Regions from separate parts of the Mus musculus genome. Here region 1 is linked to region 2. The links are chromatin contacts, called in public promoter capture Hi-C maps. All regions are on one chromosome and are shown on one strand. The core of a region is the stretch at or near the end of the contact, and the rest is flanking DNA. Distances in the headings are between cores, read along the strand shown.

What was found. Capture Hi-C pulls out chosen DNA fragments and counts their contacts.
Region 1: a promoter capture Hi-C map of adipose tissue shows a contact between it and region 2, with 2.3 times the contacts expected there. The contact joins two enhancer-like sites. A contact is called at or near these places in 61 of 484 Hi-C or Micro-C datasets (the 3T3-L1 cell line, 3T3-L1-derived adipocytes, the AML12 cell line and 40 more), 4 of 115 datasets of contacts at active chromatin or transcription factors (bone marrow-derived dendritic cells, embryonic fibroblasts and embryonic stem cells) and 3 of 9 other capture datasets (adipose tissue, liver and pancreatic islet).

What each region holds. Positions count from the first base shown.
Region 1 is chr7:98,635,134-98,641,563 of GRCm38.p6, reverse strand. It overlaps Emsy (EMSY, BRCA2-interacting transcriptional repressor), which reads left to right. Exons shown (of 20, transcript NM_172280.2): 6 at 1-71; 7 at 4,044-4,303. Among named protein-coding and RNA genes, the nearest start is that of Emsy, 18 kb to the left of the region's middle. Within about 2 kb of position 4,778, at least 8 of the 459 cell types and tissues checked have an H3K27ac peak or open chromatin away from gene starts, as enhancers often do. A contact at or near this core is called in adipose tissue, where this site is marked.
Region 2 is chr7:98,600,087-98,607,051 of GRCm38.p6, reverse strand. Emsy (EMSY, BRCA2-interacting transcriptional repressor) reads left to right here. Exons shown (of 20, transcript NM_172280.2): 15 at 4,305-4,469; 16 at 6,225-6,380. Among named protein-coding and RNA genes, the nearest start is that of Emsy, 53 kb to the left of the region's middle. Within about 2 kb of position 5,086, at least 11 of the 459 cell types and tissues checked have an H3K27ac peak or open chromatin away from gene starts, as enhancers often do. A contact at or near this core is called in adipose tissue, where this site is marked.

The DNA of each region.
Region 1 (6,430 bases), core at 3,529-6,028, 35 kb before region 2:
TGCTGTGGCCAATGCAGCTGTCCAGCACAATGCGTCCCTTCCTGTGCCTGCAGAGACAGCAAGCAAAGACGGTGAGTAGGAACACCGCTGTAGGGATGAAGCCGCTCAGGGCTTTCCATCTGTTTACAGTAAGTGCTTAAAAACTATGAGATCCATTTTTAATCCAACCAATGTCTTTGATTCTCAAACTAGAAGCTGCAGTATCCACCAAAATCAAGTTTCTTTACTTCAAAGGGAAATTATGTTAATTTGCAAAAGGTTTGTCAGGCTGAATTTCTGACATCATTGTATCTTTTGTTTTATTTTGTTTTATTTTGTTTTCGGGACCAAACCAAATACTGTATCCCAGGCTAGACTCAATGTTGAGGTAATCCTTTCATCTCAGCCTCCCTTCTGTTGAGAATACAGTCATGAGCTACCATGCCTTATGAATGTCTCTTCTTAGAGGTGACTGGGAGGACTTAGTGAGTAGCATTAGAGCAGAAACAAGGTAAAAGATGTTGAACTGATGGCTTCAGAAAATAAAACTGTTTTTTTATTTTGACTCAATGGTACACTTAGCCTCTCTGGCCCAGTCAATGAATACTTTCTTACTGTTACTTAATATAGTAATTGACCTGCTTTAAAAATCTTTCAGTTGTTTTACCAAGGGTAATACTAAATTCAAGAGTATGCTTAGATCAAAAGCAGGTCTAAAAACAATACATTTGCCAGATTATTTTGAGATATTGCTTTGTCTTGTCTAGTAGTGGGTTTTGAGTAGAGTGACACACTTCACTCTTGTTTAGGCTTGGCTTTATGCCGAAGGAAGCTATATTTTTCAGGGAGACAGTTATCTGCGCATACTTAGTAGCCTCTACTGGATTCCTGTTTTCTTCGTTGTTGGCAGTTATATTTCCTCTCCTTTTGCCTTTTCTTCTTGCTAGCTGGTAGAATGGGAAGAAAGTTGGGTTTCTAATAGTGAAGTAAGTCAGTGTTTGGATCTTAGTTTGTCATTTCCTAGCCTTGTGACCTTCAGCATGTCTTAGCATCTGTGAATTGTGGATTCCTTATCTTTAAAACAGGATATAGTGTGAGAATTGGTGACAGTAGAAAAATTTAGTGCCTGGCTTACCTAATTCCAGGCTATTGTTGATGTTCCTAAGTTGTGTCCTTTCACTGAATGATAAGGAGTTTAAAGTCTGATGTCATTGTTTAGTTATTGTTATACTACTTGATTGGCGAGTGATAGATGAATTAGTTTATTTAAACAGACTGACTAGCTTGGTTCTCCTTCTGTAAGCATTTTTGGGGATCTCTGCGATTAGGGAGATATTACATTCTCCCATCATTGGTACTGCTGTTTGTATTAAAAAAAAACTACAAGTTTGTGCCTGGTGTCCAGTTCTTGCCAATATGAGAAATTATTTCCCTTTTTCTCAGTAAAGTTTTAAGCTTGATTGCTTTGTACCTCCATTCTTCTCCATTTACCATTACCTGTTGATAAGCCTGTAAATACTTGGGAAAGACCATTAAGTGATGATTTTCAAAATAGCCTTTAACCTTTGAGTGTAGTACTTAGCATTTAGCTTCTGATCATATGAAAATGATAAAGTTGGCCTTCAATAAAAGTACTTTCTCTGTATGTCTGGACGGTTGCGGTGGAAGTTAACAGCAGACTTTTTTTTATCCTTCCTTCAGTAGTGGTTTGCTATTCCTACACAAGTACCACGTCTACCCCAACCTCTACCCCTGTTCCAAGTGGCAGCATAGCAACGGTTAAGTCTCCAAGACCTGCCAGTCCTGCCTCCAGTGTAGTTGTCTTGCCAAGTGGAAGTACTGTATATGTCAAAAGTAAGTGATGTCTCAGTGTTACCAGGACCCTCTTGACCAAATGCTGCAGTCCAAGCTCTGAGTGGATCTGCTGTTCTGGAATAAATCATCGGGCACAAGCTGTTTTTCAGTGGTTAGTTTTTGAAGGTTCTAAAGACTTCTCATCTGTATATATGACTGGGTATTTGCGTTTTTTATCATCTTTGGGATTTGAGAAATGCCATCATTTTTTTCTCTGTGTGGGAAATCTATCTTTGGTCAGTGCTGTCGTTTAGGCATTCACACCTTTGAATCCTGCGGAACACAGACAAGAATAGGTACTGAAGGCATGTGCTTATTTGATGTTTTCCCAGAATTCCAATCTTTTCAGTCTTTTCTTGAATTCCTTCACATATCACCAAGCTCTTACATGCAGTGACTCGTTCTCGAGGCTACCTTTTATATTTCTACTTGATATAATCTTCAAAAGTTTTTTATTTGCAGTTTTAAACTTCTGATTCTGTTCTGCTCTATACAGTAGTCTTTTGTTTGTTTGTTTGTTTGTTTGTTTGTTTTTGAGACAGAATCTGGCCTCAGATTTGTGATCCTTCTGCTTCAGCCTCCCAAGTGCTAGGCTTACTGGTGTTACCACCATACTCAACTCTATAAAACAGTTTGATGTCCAGTTTTTCTTACATTAATGTCTCTTTTAATTTTATTTTTAAAATTATTTTATTTTTGTTTGCTGTGCTTTTAATCATTAGTATTTGATTTTAATTGGTCTTGATATAGTAATAAGAGATTTTCATGTAGATTTTTAAAGGTGGTATTTCCCTTTTTTAGACAGGTTTCTAGGTCATTGCTAGTTCTTCATATAGTCTAATGATTAAAGCGGTAAAGACTTACATTTTATTACCAATTCCATGAGTTATACTATGTAATTTTTTAATATATGCTCTGTAGAAATTTCCCATCCACATTGCTGTGTATATTTGTCATGTGAATTTTATAAAATTACAAAAGAATTGAGGTATTAGGTTAAAAAATATGTTAAGAGTCATATTGACTGTTAAGTTTTTCTCAGGTTTCTGTAGATTTAACCAAAGTGGTCTTTAGAAATGACACTCAAGACTTTTTATTTATTTATTTGTTTGTTTGTTTGTTTAGTTATATGTAAGTACACTGTAGCTGTCTTTAGACACACCAGATGAGGGCATCAGCTCTCATTACAGATGCTTGTGAGCCACCATGTGGTTGCTGGGATTTGAACTCAGGACCTCAGGAAGAGCAGTTGGTGCTCTTAACCATTGAGGCATCTCTTCAGCCCCTCAAGACCTGTTTTTTTGACAATCATTTTCAAAACTGCTCTTAGTGAATCTCAGATATGAAAAACTATTTCACAAACTAATGTACTTTCAAATAACAAGAGCTCTATCAGTTTATACTCAAAGACATTAGTTTTATTATTCATTCACCAGCTTTATGCAGGTCACCATACCAGCGAGACAAAACAGACTTAGGCCTTTTTGTGTAAAAAGCTTGTTAATAGGGTAGATGTGTAGACAGTTACATTGTCATGTGGTAAGTGGTACAGAAGAGGATGTACAAAGTGCTTTATGTACAATGCTCAGAAGAGAGGTCGATTAGCTTTGCAGCAAGGAAGGGAAGGCTTCTCTGAGAAGTGGCTTGCAGGATGATGATAGCAGGATGACGAAGAGGTCTTCGAGGATGGTGGTGTTCTTCAAAGAAAATTACAATATACAGACTCAGATAAGAGGGTGCTGAAGTATCTTTGGACAATGGTGAGAAATTTAGCTTGTCAAGATTTTAGAGGGGCACAGGGTTAGGGTGATGGTATTGTGTGCCTGGAAAGATAGGGGTCCTTGAGATTTGGTCTGGTAAGAATTTTGAGAGGTTAGGAAAATACAAACTTAGTTATGCATCTCAGTTATGAAATTTCCAGGCTTGCTCTAGTAGGAGTATAGAATAGACGTAGATAGATGCAGGAGCATCTTCTAAGAGGTTATTGATAAAATACAGGCAAGAGACAAGGAGCCCCAAATATAGTAGTAGTTTAAGAAAAGAGGGTGGGTATTCAGAGAGACATGTTTTCTGAGGGAAAATTGTCAGGTCTTAGTGACAGTTTGGGCATAAAAGAAAGGGAGAGGCCAAAGATGACACAGGCATTGAAAAAAAGAGTAGAAGAGGCAGTGCTAGTTTTGTGAAGGAGGAATACTGTTGTTGTCTTTCAGGCGTTAGCTGCTCAGATGAAGATGAAAAACCCAGAAAACGCAGGCGAACAAACTCCTCTAGCTCCTCCCCTGTTGTCCTCAAGGAAGTTCCAAAGGCTGTTGTTCCGGTCTCAAAGACGATCACTGTGCCTGTGAGTGGAAGTCCCAAGATGAGCAACATTATGCAGAGCATTGCCAACTCCTTACCACCCCATATGTCACCTGTGAAAATAACGTTTACCAAACCATCAACACAGACAACAAACACAACAACACAGAAGGTAGGTGGTAGAGGGAGTATCAGTCATTCTGTCTTTGTCATGGCGTGATGTAGAATTGACAGCTTTGTGCTGACTGTGGACTTGGTTTTACGCTGGGGGTGCTCACATGGCTTGTGTAACTCTACATATGAAATATTGGGATAAATAGTGTTACTTACTTTCTAAAATGAAGCTCAGGTGCCAAATGATTGCTCAAGATGACAGCTAGCAGATCTGCTTCTGGACTTATGTTGTATTTGATCATTGTAATGTCATTTTGAAACAAACTAGAAAACTTTTAAAATCTTTGTTTATGTGGCCTTATGTTTAGGAAGTCACTTTTTCGCTTTACCAGTAGAATTGGATGTGTTTGAGGAGAAAAAGGGGTATGGGTAAATGAACAATTGTTAAAATCTCCCTGTTTATTTGTTGTCTGGTGTCTTGCATCATTTTGACCTCAGGTCACTGGTGTTGGGTCAGTTTCATGCTCTTGCAACCCTCAGTCTCCACACTAGGCTGGATGCTGGTGACTTAAGGCTATGTTTACGCCTGTGCTTCTGGGATCTCCTTTGTAGCATCTTTGTGCCCTTCCCTTGTTATTAGTTTATTTTGCTGTCCTTTAGTAGCTTCCCATGTATGGGTGGCTGTATTGTTTTTTGAGACCCAGTGTGGGCAAAGGAAGTTTTTTCCTGTGAGTTTTGAAGACATTCTTTACTTGGCTTCCAGCTTTCAGAACTATTTTTGAGATACGCAGTGCCATTCTCTTTGTAGCTTTTGGTTTTGTCTTTGGACACATTTTAGAGGACTGAAAAGAAACGGCAAAGATGTCATGACCCTCCGGTCCTGGTTTTAGAGCTTTTTATCCTTTACTTGGTTCTCGGAAGTTCCTGCTTACCTTGCTGGCCCTTTACATTTCCTTTGTGGATCACTTGGGAATGTGAAACTTGCTAAGTTGATCCTTTAATTTTCCTGTACTTTTTCATCTCTATTTTCTGTTTCCTCTCCTCTCCCTGTACCATAATTTATTGGTTCAGGATTTTGGAACTTGACTTTTTTCATTTGAATTCTAGCTTGCTGCCAGCCTTTTGACTGTGAGGAAACTAAACTCTAGACCCAGGTTTTCTCTGTGAAATAGAAGGGGGTGGGGGGAGCAACCCAGTGCTTCTCTAATCTTGGGGTATTATAAATAATATGTGTAAAGCCTAACGTGGTTAAACGTGTATCGTTTTCTGTATCCTTGATCAGTATCCTTTATTACTTTCATGGAGCTGTTCATTTTTGCTGTCATACTTTATTTTTCTTGAAGGAAGGATCTCACTCTTTGTTCCGACTGGCCTGGAACTGCCTGTGGAGTGTTGGCTGGCCTTGAATGCCAAGTGCTAAGGAGGCATCCATTAGAATATGTGGCAACCATCATACTCTACATTTCTAATACTGCTTTCTTCTTCTGTAGATGCTCCTTATTTTTCTTTTTAAAAATAACATCCTGGTATTGGATAGAGTGATTATATTCTTTTATTTGATTATATTTATAATTCTTTTGGCCTGGCTTTCTTTTCTTATGCTCTTTATCTTACTTGTTAGTTTTTCCTTTCAGACTTTGCTTAAGTGTCTGTCAGTCAGCTTACATATGAAACTGTCACATTCACTGCCCTGTCCCTCTGCCACTTGTCCTTAGTTTTCCTGAACTGGTCAGATTCATCAGGCAAGAATCTTTCTGTTTTCTGCTTTGAATATTATAAACCTGCCTGCCAGTATTTTGGAATCAACTGTGGAAGGGTGCTATGGTTCCTGAGATAATAAGTCTTTTCTCATCTCAGGGACAAGAGTAATGTCGGCATCAAGGGTTAAGTGCAATTGAGTATTTAAGATGTGACATGGAGTATCCACTTAGAAAATGCCAGCTCTTTTGCTTTGTAGAATATCTTTGGAAGTCAGCATTTTACTAATTTGCTGATAATAATGAACTGTTCCAGATATATGACTCCACTGGTTCACTAAAGCTTATCCATTAATATGTTGAAATTAACTGCTTTTGTTGATTGTGAAGTTTATTAAGCATAATGTTTACATTTTTATTTGATTTCAAGTAAGCATTTTTGAGTTATTCCCTTTTTTCGTAGAAAGTTTTTAGGTTTGGTTTGGTGT
Region 2 (6,965 bases), core at 3,837-6,336:
TAGATAATAAGTTTGCCAAGACTATTAGATGAATAACATTTTTGCCTGTGTCACTCACTGAAACCCAGATGATGTGTTTTCTGAAGCTACTTGCCTTCTATCTTCTCAAATAGCTCTTCCAAGTTTTCTTTCTCACTTGTAAAGTGAGGTAAGTATCCTTATTGGTGTTCAGATTTTTTTAATTTTTATTATTTTTTTTACTTATATCCAGCTTTATTTCTAAAAGGTTGTGGGTTTTGTTTGTTTGCTTGCTTGCTTGCTTGGTTTTTTGAGACAGGATTTCTTTAGCCCTGGCTCTCCTGGTACTAGCTCTGTAGACCAGGCTGGCCTTGATCTCAGAGATCTGCCTGCCTATGCCTCCGAAGTGTTGGGATCAAAGGTGTATGCCACACCGCCCATCTAAAAGGTTTAAGGTGGATTGAATATAAGATTCTATTAAGCAAACCAGAAGAGAACAAGGAAGTGAATTGAGAGTAGACATTTAAAGGAGCAGAACATGAGTCAAATTTGTAAATAAATGTCATAAAGATACAGTTTTAATTAAGAACTCAGTTTCTGGCATTACTTTTTCTTAAGAATCATGATCTTAGGAGGCCAGAGTGAAGGTTTTGTTTTTGTTTTTGTTTTTGTTTTGTTTTGTTTTTTTAAAAGCAAACATGGGTCATATAAAATGTACTTTTTGCAGAATTTCATTAGCTAACTTATTTGGTAATTTATATTATTAAAGGTGAAAACTAGGATATCTAATACATAATATAAAATGTTTCCCAGTGATTTTGACCACAGAACCCTTTTTTTTGCAGAAAATTTTGTGGAATTGTTGTTCTCTATAACATTGGGACAATGCTTCAGAGGAAAGGCTTATATTCTAACACAGAAGGACTATAGACAGCTCGGCCTTAGCTCGGAAGAGATGGCTTAGGGAGGTTAGACATCTGGGAATCGTTGTGTGTGAAGGAGTGGGGATGGATTAGGTGGGGTTCTGGGACTGTTAGTCATGTTGTGCTCTGTGGTATAAATGAAGTGAGTTGGCCTTTGTAGGTGAGTGGACAGACAATAGTACTGTTGTACAGATGACAGAAAGATCTATTTCTACTTTATGTAAAAAAACAAAACAACTTTGTATATCACAGCTGTGCAGGCAGAACTGAAAAGGAAGTATTAGAAAGTGGCGGGTTCTCTGATGATGACTGCATGTGGAAGTATGTGAAAAGGAAGTATTAGAAAGTGGCGGGTTCTCTGATGATGACTGCATGTGGAAGTGGTAGAGGGTGGAGGAGAACATTGACTTTTAAGATCCTGCTAAGTTAGAAGTCTTATGATTATAAAAGGATGTCACAGACAGTTTATGACAAAGACATATCATACATGCCTGGGTTTGCCTTTGAGTATAGTACTAAAGTATGGATTCCTGGTACCTAATATGCAGTAGACATCTAATACATAATTGATAAAGAACCAGTAAGGAACGTCTGAAGCAGGCCACTATCCGTAAGAAGTACAAAGGTCTAGTTTAGACATGCTAATACTTTGTAGCATACATTGTCATGTTAAAACATAAAACATGTTAGCTGGACACCTGAATGCCTGCTGCAGAAACAGGAGATCAGATTCCTGGTGTCCTATGACCGAAGCATCTCTAGGTTTGAGCGTAAGCCCAAATTGTAGAAGGGGGGAGACTGTCGAAACAGTTTTTACTTAGTTCACACTTTCATTTTGTTTTTGTTTTTTTTTAATTTATGTATTATATGTAAGTACACTGTAGCTGTCTTCAGACACACTTACGGATGGTTGTGAGCCACTATGGTGGTTGCTGGGATTTGAACTCAGTACCTTTGGAAGAGCAGTCAGTGCTCTTAACTGCCGAGCCATCTCTCCAGCCCTCCACTCTCATTTTGTATCACAGTTCTTTGGGTTGCTGTCTGATTCTTGGTGATCATCATCTGCTCTGTATGGACAGAAAGAGGTGGCATTCGCCCAGTCCCTAAGGAATGGTTTTATTTGGAGAGATGTTATTTGGTTAGCACTCCTGTAGATACATAGTCCCTACTCTGAATATTTAGTGTATCTCAGAGTTAGGTTGCAGAGACTCACTCTCTTTGCCTCTTTGCCTATATCAGCAATGAGAATTAGTTTTTGTTTTTGTTTTTGTTTTTCAAGACAGGGTTTCTCTGTATAGCCCTGGCTGTCCTGGAACTCACTTTGTAGACCAGGCTGGCCTCGAACTCAGAAATCCGCCTGCCTCTGCCTTCTGCCTCCCAAGTGCTGGGATTAAAGGCGTGCGCCACCACACCCAGCTGAGAATTTGTTTTTGAGACAGAGGCCCAGACTATATGGCATCCAATTTAATGATTCTCTCATATGCTCAGATTATAGGCTTGTGTTCATCATGAAAATTTATTTTTAATGTATATAAAATGGTGCTTCTCTAGTATAATCATTTCTCAGGTTAAATTTTTTCGTATTAGGACATTAGGGGTGTATCTTAGTTAGAAAAGCACTTGCATAGTATACATGCAAACCTGGTTTCAATCCCCAGCACTGAATAAATCAGACATGGTGGTTTATGCCTGCAATCCCAGCACTTGGGAGGTGGAAGCAGGAGGGTCAGGAGGTTAAGGTCATTTTGGCTACAAAGCAAATTTCAAACTAGCCTGAGTTATATGAGAGTCTGTACCTAAGCAAACAACATTTTCTATGTATCTTATTAGAATATGTAATGAGAGACTGCAGTATTCTTCACACGGCACTTGGCATTGCAAGCGAACAGCCAGTCCTTCCCATGTGGTTGAAAGCTTAGTAGAAACTGAATGTCTCTGGTGTGATGGTTTCTACTCAGGGTTTCTGTTTGTTTGTCTTTGCTTTGGGGTTAGTGTGCTTTGTTTTGCTTTTTAAAGACAGGATCTCATATAGTCCAATCTGGGCTTACAGTACTATGCCACCACACCTGACCTGTTAGTTTATGATTATTAAACATTATAAACTTCTTGCATATTGATTTTTTTCTTCAGAAAATTGTTTCATTAGAAGAATGTTGCCTTTGCTTCAATATTTTTGGACATCCTCCTGGCTTTAAAAAATGTGATGTTCTTAGAGGGTGAACTTGATGGTTTTTTTTCTTGTATTTTTGAGCCACCAGATAATTTTTGTTCTGATGCTTCAACTAAGCAGCATGATTAAAAGCAGTCTCTTTTCTTGTTTTAACCATTTGATATTTACCCCAGAATCTGATGCTATCTGTCAGTTTTTGTTTCTTGTAACAATCTAGATCTGAACTTTAGGTATCATGTCCTTGTATCTCCTCCATTTTCTTATACAATATCTAGGCAAAATGGTACAACCTTCTAGCTTTATAGAGAACTGTTAAATATGTGTTGCTTAATATGATTCACATTTTTTATTTACATGTGCTGAAATTTATTTTCAAATCAACCAAAGATCTTAGAATTGAATTTTCAGCCAAACCCCCAACAACCTCATTTCTACTGACTTTTATAGTTTATGAAGCTTAGTTACATATGATCATGTAGCTTATACTGATATTTCAGTCAGTAATGTGTGCATATATACACATAACCATACATATACATATGATAACAGTAATAGGGTGTGCCATATGGCCTTCCTCTAGCAAGCTATTTCTTCTGAGTGTGTGAGGATTGCCTATGGTTCTTCTCAGAATGTATTACTGTTGTTAAGCAGCCCAGACTATCATTGCTTTACCCACCCCTTGTTCCTATTAAAGAGCAGAGCTAAAACCCAAAGAATCAACTTGCTAATAAGTGACAGGCTTCCACTCGTCACGTTACGTCATTTTGTTTCTAGACTGTCTTTTCTTACTGTCAGTAATTCAGCAAAATATTCCCCAAGTACTTAGGCTTCCTATAGAAATCTTTTCATGTACATTGGGAAAAACCAGTCTCCTATCTATAACATTTTGTTTTTGGTGAACACAAGCACTCACCTATATAGATGCTCACCCACGTAGACAGCAGTTAGCATATTGAGTTGTACTTTGTCTTTTTACATGTTCGTCTTTTCAGACAGACTGTGTGCTTCTTGAGCCTTCTTGAACTATTTTGTGAGTTCCTTTAAGTCCTTTAAATATAGATCCTGATGCATAGGTGTCTAGTGTCAAATAAATGTGTGAGTGAATAGAGTCAATGCCTTCTGGGACCTCACAGTCTTCTTAGAGAAGTCAAGGTTGACATGTACATTAAATACAAAGATAAACATAAATATTGCTTTATTTTAAGAGAAACTTTGTTTATAGGGTTTGTTTTTTTTTAACTAATATAAAACAGATTCCCAGCCTGTAGTTCATGTAATTGCTTCCCGGCGTCAGGATTGGTCAGAACATGAGATTGCAATGGAGACTAGCCCCACCATAATATATCAGGATGTATCCAGTGAATCACAATCAGCCACTTCAACAATCAAAGCTCTGTTAGAACTCCAACAGACAACAGGTATGAATTCACATGCTCAGCTGAATGAAGCGTGTTTTCTCTAGAGACCGCTGTTACATAGTTTTTATAAATTTTTCCCCCTCTGGACTTATCTGTAATTATTGGTACAGTTTATTGTTCTTTTAGATGTACATAGGAGTATGAAGCATAGACAGAGTGTTGTCATTAGAACAGAGATAGAGTAGACAGAGTGACTTCTACTTCAAATGGAGAATCCTCTTGCCAGCAGTGGGAAGGGGGTTGTCACTTATAAGCACAAATGCAGGACAAGGATAGGTGTAGCCCAGTTGCTGGGTATATTTAGGAATGTCCGGACAGATCGAAGGGTCCTGCTTTGCTCATAGATACTGTCAGACCAATTGTGTACCATAAAACACCATTAGACTTGCTTGTAAACATTCTCATGCTCTCACCTTATTTTCAGATTTATTTATTTGTGTTTAAGTTATTTGCTAGAGTGTCTGTATTTAATAGGATACTATCAGTTCTTCTAGTTACTAAATATCTTCAGTAGATTCTAGGACAACTCTATGTAAGTTATACTGGCTTTTTGTTATAATAGGGCAACAATTATGCAACTATTTTATGGGTTGTAGTGATGATCTCATCTGACCCTTTCCTGTTTTGAGGAAGTTAGCAGAGACTGAGAAAAGTTGATGGCCAGGGCCGGATCTGCTTGTGGGATCGCAGCAGGACTCTAGATGTGGTTTCTGTGTTTAAAATGATTGTTTTGCCTTTGTCATAGTCTGCGCTTGGTGGGAGCAGCCTTTAGTGGACTTACTTAGTAGCGTTTATTGTAATTCTGTGCTGTACTCTATACTCATTGGATAGAAATGTAGAGTATTCCTTCTGCTAAATGTTTTTAGCCTTTGACACCTTTTTTTCCAGCTGTTTGTATTTGAAAAAATTTAACCATTTTTATCGATCATTCATGTAGATAGAAATGTTGAGTGAAGAGATTTTGTTGAAGAAGTGGTAAGAAGAGTAAAAAAGATGCATCTTAACATATACCATTATTAGTTACAGGCTGTTTTATCAGAAATTTTAGCCATACAGAAGCAGAGCACCTAGTCTTTCCTAACAGTGAAAAGCTTTATGCTTTATTCCTTTAAGAGTCATTAAGGACTTGTAACAGTTTTTTGGCCAAATTTGTACACACACACACACACACACACACACACACTGACAGGGTCTCATTTTGGCCTGGATATAGCCCAGGTCAGCATTGAACTCAGCAATCGTCCTTCCTCAGAAAAGGTTCTATGAATTTCCCTCCTTATTCTGGGGCTCAAACTCAAGACCATGCGTATGCTGGACAAGCACCCAGTGTCTGGATAACATTCCCAGACCCTTGGATTTTTAGTAAGTCAAATGAACTAACCAATGGGAAGTGCTACTCTGGGATATGCTCTAGAGCAGGTCAAGCTGATGTGAACTGAGTGTGCCAGGGATTACTTTGAATACAAAGGAAATAACATCCTAGGAGGAGTGAAAGAAAAAAAAAGAGAGAAACAGCTGGCTGGCCTGGAGTAATGGGGGGACTTGAATGTGATTGCATATGAATTATTGTAGGCTGCTGTTACATAGGCTGTAGTCTATACAACCATACAGAGCAGTCTGCAGTTTCCAATTCATTGTTTTCTTAGCCACTAATGGTAGGACACCCCAGAGGTCTGGTTCATTATTCCCATAGACAGCTCTGGTTTTAGTACTTGTTTATAATAAAAGTAACTTTTCCCCGACTTTTTTATGCAGTAAAGGAAAAATTGGAATCTAAACCAAGACAACCCACTATTGACTTGAGTCAAATGGCAGTACCTATTCAGATGACCCAGGAAAAGAGACATTCTCCTGAGAGTCCATCCATTGCTGTGGTAGAGTCAGAACTAGTTGCTGAATACATCACCACGGGTAGGTGTCCTCTTAAAACATAGTAATAAGGTAGTGCTACCTTTGCGGACTTCATGGGGTGCTCATTTGGGGAAGACATATCTATATATTTCTAGCTCTTTTCCTGTTTTACTCAGAGCAGATTGAATTATCTTCGGAGTTTCCCTAACTTTAATACCCCCCCCCCCCTATTTCCCTGACTTTAATCAATCAATCTCTCTCTCTCTCTCTCTCTCTCCCTTATTTCTCTGACTTTAATCAATCAATCTTTCTCTCTCTCTCTCTCTCTCTCTCTCTCTTTCTCTCTTTCTCACTCACACACACACACACACACACACACACACACACAGACACATACCAAAAAAAAAAAAAAAAGCAGATTAGATACTTAAGTGTGGTCCAGCAACAAAATACTAATGAGATTTGGGGACTGGTACCTATGGAGAAGTGAAACTCTTTCTCTTACATTCGTGTGTAGCCTGCTTTCTGTTTGGATGCGTTATTATTTTGAGATCCTAAGGAGTTCAGGGGTAGTGATGTGAATAACCCAGGGTGAGAGAGATGGCATATAAAGCAAGCCCCTGTCTTGTGTTTTTATAAGCAGTC